Regions from separate parts of the Gossypium hirsutum genome. Here regions 1 and 2 are each linked to region 3. Evidence: chromatin contacts called from public Hi-C data. All regions are on one chromosome and are shown on one strand. Each heading gives the region's core, a stretch centred on a gene start, on an enhancer-like site or on the middle of the called end of the contact. The rest is flanking DNA. Distances are from core to core; before and after follow the strand shown. Region 1 holds the start of LOC107915098. Region 2 holds the start of LOC107916188 (two-component response regulator ARR2). Region 3 holds the start of LOC107916197 (major strawberry allergen Fra a 1.08).

What was found. Hi-C and Micro-C count contacts between places; a contact is called where the count stands out from the background.
Region 1: a Hi-C map of hypocotyl shows a contact between it and region 3, with 2.7 times the contacts expected there. The contact joins the promoter of LOC107915098 here to the promoter of LOC107916197 in region 3. A contact is called at or near these places in 2 of 34 Hi-C or Micro-C datasets (hypocotyl and leaf).
Region 2: a contact with region 3 is called in a Hi-C map of leaf, with 3 times the contacts expected there. The contact joins the promoter of LOC107916188 here to the promoter of LOC107916197 in region 3. A contact is called at or near these places in 2 of 34 Hi-C or Micro-C datasets (both in leaf).

Annotation. Positions count from the first base shown.
Region 1 is chrD10:52,359,900-52,362,599 of Gossypium_hirsutum_v2.1, reverse strand. It overlaps LOC107915098, which reads left to right and starts at 1,345. Exons shown (of 7, transcript XM_016844229.2): 1 at 1,345-1,631; 2 at 1,796-1,859; 3 at 2,444-2,506; 4 at 2,581-2,628. The coding sequence starts at 1,809.
Region 2 is chrD10:51,669,556-51,672,255 of Gossypium_hirsutum_v2.1, reverse strand. LOC107916188 (two-component response regulator ARR2) reads left to right here and starts at 1,263. Exons shown (of 6, transcript XM_016845335.2): 1 at 1,263-1,775; 2 at 2,027-2,179; 3 at 2,255-2,635. The coding sequence starts at 1,601.
Region 3 is chrD10:52,057,330-52,060,029 of Gossypium_hirsutum_v2.1, reverse strand. It overlaps LOC107916197 (major strawberry allergen Fra a 1.08), which reads right to left and starts at 1,415. Exons shown (of 2, transcript XM_041103241.1): 1 at 1,165-1,415; 2 at 621-1,079. The coding sequence starts at 1,345. The coding sequence ends at 781.

The DNA of each region.
Region 1 (2,700 bases), core at 96-2,595, 300 kb before region 3:
GTAAAAGTAATCTCAGTCCCAATGAAAAGTAAAATCTGAGCATTTTATTTAGCGAAACAGGAAAAACTTCAAATAAATATAATCATTCTTGCTATTAAATTCCACATCATTTCCACATGTCGGTCATACATTAGCTATTCGTGTCTCCTTATAGAAAAACTAACACCATTAGTGTTTGGGTGTAATTTGTATTTAACATTTGATAAGTTTATGTATCAAATTGGAGGAAAAAAACTTAGGTACAAAATTAGGAAAAAGTGTCAAGTTCAAGTACCAATTTTGACCAAAAAAAAGTTTAGGTGCCAAATCAAGAAAAAAAGTGTCATGTTCAAGTATCAAATTCAAAAAAAAAAAACTTCAAGTACCAAATTAAAAAAAAAAGTGTCAAGTTTAGATACCAAATTTTATATTAAGACTAAATATAAAAATAGTACAATTAAAAAAATTAAACTAAATTAATATTTTATTTCTTTAAATTATTATTTTATGCAATCAATAAGGTATCATTTCCATAAAGGTTAATTTATAAAATTAAAAATATCAATCTAATTTTAACTTTCATCTCTTTACATTATGAAAATGAGAAAGTTAGTCCTCTATAATTCAATTGTTGATAAAACACATGAATTTAAATGGTTGATTTTTACTAATTTGTAGAATATAAATTCTTGAACTATTGATTTCCATTGTAAATCAAGTGTTCAAGTGCTAATTTCAAGGTCAATGAGTTAGTCAGAAGATGTGCCTGTGTTACTTAATTGAACTAATTTATTATTCTTCATAAAAAAATAAGGATTAAATTTTGATAAATTAAAGTGAAAAAACTAACTTTTCAATTATCATAAAGTAAAGGGATGAGTTTCAAATTAGAAAAAGAGAATCATTAGTTTTTCAATTTCATTATTTCACCCAATCTCACACGTGTAAAGAAAGAAGAAGGTGTCGGTACAAGTGAGAGTTTCGTATGGGCCATTAGATATTGATATATTAGCAGTATATACAAACCATATCACTTTTATAATTACCTAGATTATGAATTAAACAAGGAAAATATTAAATACATATTTTTTCAATTAATGAAGAATCCAAACATACCTTTCTTCTTTTGATTCGGTGCTTTGTATTTGACAATTTTTTTTGTCGGTATTGTTGTTTGTACAGAAGGACATGAATCCCTTTCTTTAAAGATTAGGGAGAGATTATACATAGTTCTAGACATTGTATCAAGAAGAAAAGATATGATAAAATTTTATAATGAGATTAATGTTAAAAAAAAAATATTTTAATTTTATTATTTTACCCAACTTAAAAATATATATGAATTAATTTATTATCATAAAATATGGAGAAGGAAGATAATAAAATTTGAATGTCAACTACGCTTAAATGATATATGTATTTATGGGATTAAGTTTTCATTAAGAGTATAAAAGACAAAATTTTACTTAAAAAAATTAAAAGGAGAGAATTTCTGGTATGAGTAAGATATATAAATATACTCTTATTATTGATATTCTTATCTCACATTCTCACTCAACGCTTCCCTCCTTTCCTTTCTCCTCTTTCTTTCTTTCTATCTTTTTATTTTATTTTTAATCTTTTGCATTATCTCTTTCTTCTTCTTCTCCAAGGTAATGCTAAAGATCCCTCCTCCGTTGCCGACGCCGCAGTTTCTAGTTGTCTTGTTTTTCAATATATATATACAAAATGAGCACGTTTGTGTTGCTTTTAAGGATTTTGTTGGGTTTTTATTATCTTTATGTTAATAACAATGATATTTGAATGGTTTTAACAGGAGAAACTTAACAATGGCAGACTGCAAACATGGTGATGAAGAGTTCGACACCCAAGCCAATGAGGTAATAACATCAGTACAATACAAATTACCATGAAACATTTTAATTAATAAGCTTAATATTAATATAGTAATAATAAACAAAATGAAAAACAATCTACGCCGTTAATTGTTTCTAAAGCTTTCTTTACTTAATGATTGATTAAGTCCACGTTTGAGGGCTCACATGCAAATGGGTGTAGTCTAACCTAATTTATTTAACTCTAAATTGGGATTTTAGTTACCATATTTCTGAAAACAATTTCTTTAATTGCATTTAATTTCCAAAAATGAGACAGAAGATTTTTATTTCCTCTTTTGCGTGATTTATGGTGTTAAAAGTGATTCCATGTGAACAACTTTAGGATAGTAGCTATGTAGGGTCCCTTAAATCAACGGTTATCACGATGGCACGACAAGTTGTATACGTTTGTGATGGGATAGTGGTGAAATAATACTTTGTATTTCTTAGACATTCTTTTTGAAATGTCGGCAGTGTTGGGTTGTACGTACAACAGTAGCCTATTTTATTTTTTAAATTCGATGTGTATTTAATATAAGTTTTAGAAAATATATTATTTGTAATTAAAATTACAATATAAAATACAGGAAACAGCAAAGGCCAAAAAATATGGAGGACTGGCGCCAAAGAAGAAACCCTTAATCTCAAAGGTAAACAAATATTTAGATTAAAACAAATTGAAGTATGTGATGAACTAACAAAACAATATATTAAATGAATGTAGGACCATGAACGTGCTTTCTTTGATTCAGCAGATTGGGCATTATGCAAGGTAATATTCGGGACATTTTTATAAATCCAATAAATTAGATATTTGTGTAGAGACAAGACAATACTTGATTAA
Region 2 (2,700 bases), core at 14-2,513, 390 kb after region 3:
TGAATCAGATGTATAACCCAGTTTTATTCTTTTGGATTGATATGTCCAAGTTATAAAGGTACTAACAACAACAACAACAAATTTACTCATTTAACAAACATGCTTAAGCAACTCAAAGTTTGTTTTTATTAAGGGAGAGATTCTTTGGTATGTGTTTTTGTGGAAAATCAACCCTAGGTTTTGAAATAATGGGTTTTGTGTCAGTGGTCGGTGAACAACCAGCAGCCGGCGGTGGCGGCAAGGGGAAAAAATGAAACTTCAAGGCTTTTTTCACTTTTGGCATAATAATAAAGTAATTATTTGGACCTAATTTTAAATTCTAAAGCTGATCTTGTTGAAAGGCTTTACCTGAATATCACTTTTAATCGGATCAGAAATAAACTCAAACGCAAAATAAATTAGGAGATTTATTGTTATATAATAAAAAAAAACTTATGCTCAGCTAAAAGGGAAAATATCTACTCATAATAAATACGAATACAAAGCTATATTATTGGGCTTTAGTGATTAGATCAGATCTCTCAAACTAGTATATTAAATTTGACACTAATACTTTTGTTCTTCTTAAATAGTTTGAGAAATCTCATAAAATGTAAATCCTTTAAATCACGCGTAAATAAAAGTATTAGTATTTGATAAATCGATGGTTGAAATTTTTGTTGGAATTTTGTCGTATATCTATAGATTATTTTAAAATTAAATAAATAAGAAAATTTCTAAAATGAAATTAAAAAAATTCACCTTATTTTTAACCATACGACATTTAGAGAGAATTGATACTGTTCGTTGGAATGATAGTTTTGTAAAGAAAAAAAGTAGTGAAAAAAGAAAATATAAAAATTTTCAGCAGATTTACATTTAGAGAGAATTGATAGTGTTTGTTGGAATGATAATTTTCCAAAGAAATAAAAACAAATTGATTTAACTCTTTTAATAAAATTACAAGTATATTTCAGTTGAAATTAAGATGTTGGTTATTGGTATTAGTTAATTATAATCATATAATAAATACTTAAATTAAATTGATTTGAGAATTTTAATATAAAATTGGTTCAAACAACCATCTCTACTCTAATAGTTAAAAAAAAATGGAAAGATAAAAAAGATGGTTGGTGAGGATTTTGGTTTTAGTTAATCTTATATAAAGTAAAAATTAAAGGAGTGAAGTGTAAAAAGTAAATTTGTTTGAGTAGATTTGGATATGTGGAGTTAGCTGGATCCATGCCTATATCACTGACCCACTTTATTAAACAAAACATAAAATAATCCACAAAACAGAGAAATTGAGCTTCTGGGTGAGACAAGCAGAGATGTCTTCAACTTCAATCTCACAAATGCTTTATATAAATTTTCTCTTCTAATAATCCAAAACTCCCTCTCTCCTTCATCCTTAACTTCAACCTCTTTCAATTTTTCAACCTGGGTATCAATCTTTTTTATGTTTAGTTAAAGTTTAAGATGTGAAAGGCAGCATCTTTATGCAAAAAAGATTGTCTCTCTCTCTCTCTCTCTCTCTCTCTCTCTCTCTCTCTCTCTCTCTCTCTCTCTCTCTATATATATATATATATATCTTCTTGGTTCTGGGTCAGTTTTGTAAGACATGAATGTAAGTAGTGTAAAAGGATCCATGTCAATTAGCAGTTCAACTTCCACTTGGAAAGCAGGAGATACAATTAGTGATCAGTTTCCTGCTGGTTTAAGAGTTCTTGTTGTTGATGACGATCCAACTTGTTTAATGATCTTGGAGAAGATGCTAATAGCCTGCCTTTATAAAGGTATTATCAAAACTCATGTTTCTTTCTTCTGATTCTTTGTTTTATTATTGAGGTTTTCTTTCTTTGCTCATGTTGATTTTGTTTTGTGGGTCCAAAGTGGGAAAAACAAAAGGGAAAATGATCTCTGTTTTCTTATATTTGTGAACAGTAAGGGTTTACAACTTTGGGTTTGAGATTAGCTTATTTTCCATAACAAGTATGTCATTAGCTTTAAAGGCTTGATTTGTTTTTTGGATTTTTGCTTTGCTCAGTTACCAAATGCAATCGAGCGGAGACGGCATTGTCCAAACTCCGAGAGAACAAAAATGGGTACGATATTGTTCTTAGTGATGTGCACATGCCGGACATGGATGGATTCAAACTTCTTGAGCATATTGGTTTGGAAATGGACCTCCCTGTTATCAGTAAGCAATGTTTCCACATGGATTTAATTACCCTTATTATGTTTTTGGCCTAATCCCACTTTGTATTCCCTGCAGTGATGTCAGCAGATGATGGGAAACAGGTTGTTATGAAGGGCGTTACCCACGGTGCCTGCGACTACCTAATCAAACCAGTTCGTATCGAAGCACTCAAGAACATATGGCAGCATGTGGTTCGAAAGAGGAAGAATGAGTGGAAGGAGTTTGAGCAGTCAGGAAGTGTAGAAGAAGGGGACCGGCAGCCTAAACAATCTGACGATGCTGATTACTCGTCCTCGGCTAATGAAGGGAACTGGAAAGGCTCAAAAAGGAGGAAAGATGAGGAAGAGGAAACCGATGAGAGGGATGATACTTCTACGCTGAAAAAGCCGAGGGTTGTGTGGTCTGTCGAGCTCCATCAACAATTTGTTGCAGCGGTTAATCAACTAGGCATTGATAGTACGAATCTTTTACCCATTTCTTTCATTTTGCTTGCTGAAAAATTACATCTTTTTTTATTACAC
Region 3 (2,700 bases), core at 166-2,665:
TAGTTTGTCTATTCCCATCGTGGTAAGCAAGAAACGCACAAGGTTTTTTTTTTCCTTTTTTACAATCTCGTTATATGTTTTAATTATATATGCTCTTTTAAAAACAATATTTAAAATTATTTATAATCCCTCTCTAACTCATTAATAAGAGGATAATGCGCTTCAGCACATTCGAACTCACATCCTCCTATATTGACAATAATGCCCATGTAAAATGAGTAACTCAATTGTCTAAACACAAAATTGTTTTTAGAATATAGAATATAAGGAGGTGAATGAACATTTAATTCTTCCATATAGGATTTACCATATATAAATTTTCCTTGTTTTAGTTTAATAAAGGCTTCTTAATCAACTTAGTTTAATTTTAATAATAATTAAATTTTATTTTATTGATTTGAAATGAATAAAACTTAAATAGTTACTACTAAGTAATTTAAAATTGGATCCTTGTAGGAATAATATCTATTTATCACTTTACTATTTCATCAATACGTGCATAAGTCTTATAAATTTTAACTCATCAATATACTAGGTAAAACCTTTTTTGTTTGTGAATTGGTGTTTATTTTATTTCAGTATATGTCAAAGATGATACAACCCAAATTATTTGATAGTAATGAAAATAAAGATGATCAAAGCTCGATCACCACCACCGCTCTTATTAAAATAATCATAAGAAAGTTTAGGTTTTAAGTGGAAAAAGAAAATATAAAAAACACCATTGAAAGTAATGGCCACTCTTTAAAAGCAGCATGAGAATTCAAAGCAATCTATATCTTAGTTGCAGGCTTCGGGATTAGCCAAGAGGTAAGCTTCAACAGGCTTGTAAACTCCCTCACTCCCTTTAATGAGAGCCTTGATTTCATCTTCAGTGATTACATTGTCGCCAACAGTGTAAAATTTCATCGAGCTCTTGCAAATGCTTCCTCCACTTGCAGCTGCCTCAAACTTGTTTTCATAACTGATTTTTTCAAGCTTGTCCCCCAAGGGCCCACCTTCGATTAAACTGTAGCTATATGAAAAATTATTTTCGTCATGTCCTCCTATCTGGTGCTTCATATATTGGAATGGAAGGCCTAAACAAACAAATACTTGTTATCCAATATACTCATGTAAAACACGCTAAAAAATGCCAATGCCAATGAAAATGAAATATCTAACCTTCAACAAAATTGATCTTTACGATGCTTCCTGAGCTAGGATTAGCTTCAACCTCAACACTCTTGACGGTATTAGGGGCAGCTGTGGGCCAAACCTTGGCGGCTTCAATAGTAAAGGCCTTGAAAAGCCTGACAGGGGCGACTGGAGAGGTAGATTCATAGTCATAAGTGAAAACACCCATGATTCTAATATTACTTTAAGTTCAAAGAAAAGAAGAAATGGATGATCGAGTATTTGAGGTGTGGGATGATAGAGATCTAAGATGCTATTTATAGACTGAACTTGAAGCGTAAGAAATTCATTATTCTCATTTTTTAATTGGATTTATATTCAAAATTGTTATTAATTTTCATTGAATTGGTACTAGTCAAAATGGATAAAAATCTTCTGCAGCCCCACCTCCCTGCCCCAGCACTTACTTTCCTTTTTTTTTTAAAAAAAATTGCCCAACGTGTACCTTATACTTTATTTGGCTAATATTATACGAACCTGCGAAGTTATTAAGGCGGAGCACATGAACACAAATATTTTCTCTTAATGAAATTTATCTATGTAAAAAATATAAACCCAAATATATGATTGGTCCTACACCTTAAATAATATGAAAAAATATAAACACAAATATATGATTCGTCCTACCCCTTAAATAATATGGACTAATCCCATGAAATAATAGAATACTGTAGATGAACCTCTAAATTATTTTTCATATTATATTATAATTTTTAATATTATTTTGCTCCTATTATGCATCAAGCGTTTTTTTATATATAGCAAGCATTTTCTTGAGTTTATTTTGTGCTTTTGATTCATGCTAGAAATTTTATTACACGTATATGTGCGAAAATTATATATCTAGAACATATATATGTGTTTAAAAATAATATACAATAAATAAAAATATATGGTTTAAAATTAATAATTACAACAACATATATGTAATATGTACAAAGTTCAAACAAAAAAAATAATTTAAATAAATTTATAAATCCATTAACCATGTATTCCATCTTTGTATATGTTAATTTTAGATTTTTTATTTAAATATTATCTAAAAGTATATAGTCTTTTTCCATAACAAAACATGTTGATAATCATTTAATAGAAAAGGTATATAGTTTTTTTCTAACTGAGTAGCTGCTGGATTAACCCGTGACATCAACTCAATTGGGGGTTTAAATAATCGTATAGATACACAATGTGAGTGGGAGAAAACATTTTATGTGAAGAAATATTTTTTAAAATTTATTCAATAATGATTATAGGCGTAGTGGACACAATGTGGGTGGGAGAAAACATTTTATGTGAAGAAATATTTTTTAAAATTTATTCAATAATGATTATAGGTGTAGTGGACACAATGTGGGTGGGAGAAAACATTTTATGTGAAGAAATATTTTTTAAAATTTATTCAATAATGATTATAAGTGTAGTGGTAAAGAACTTGTTTATAAATTTATTAAACAAGTGTTCAATTCTTGGATATGTTAGTTTTAAATATACTTAAATATTAGATAAAAGTATAAAAAGACAAAT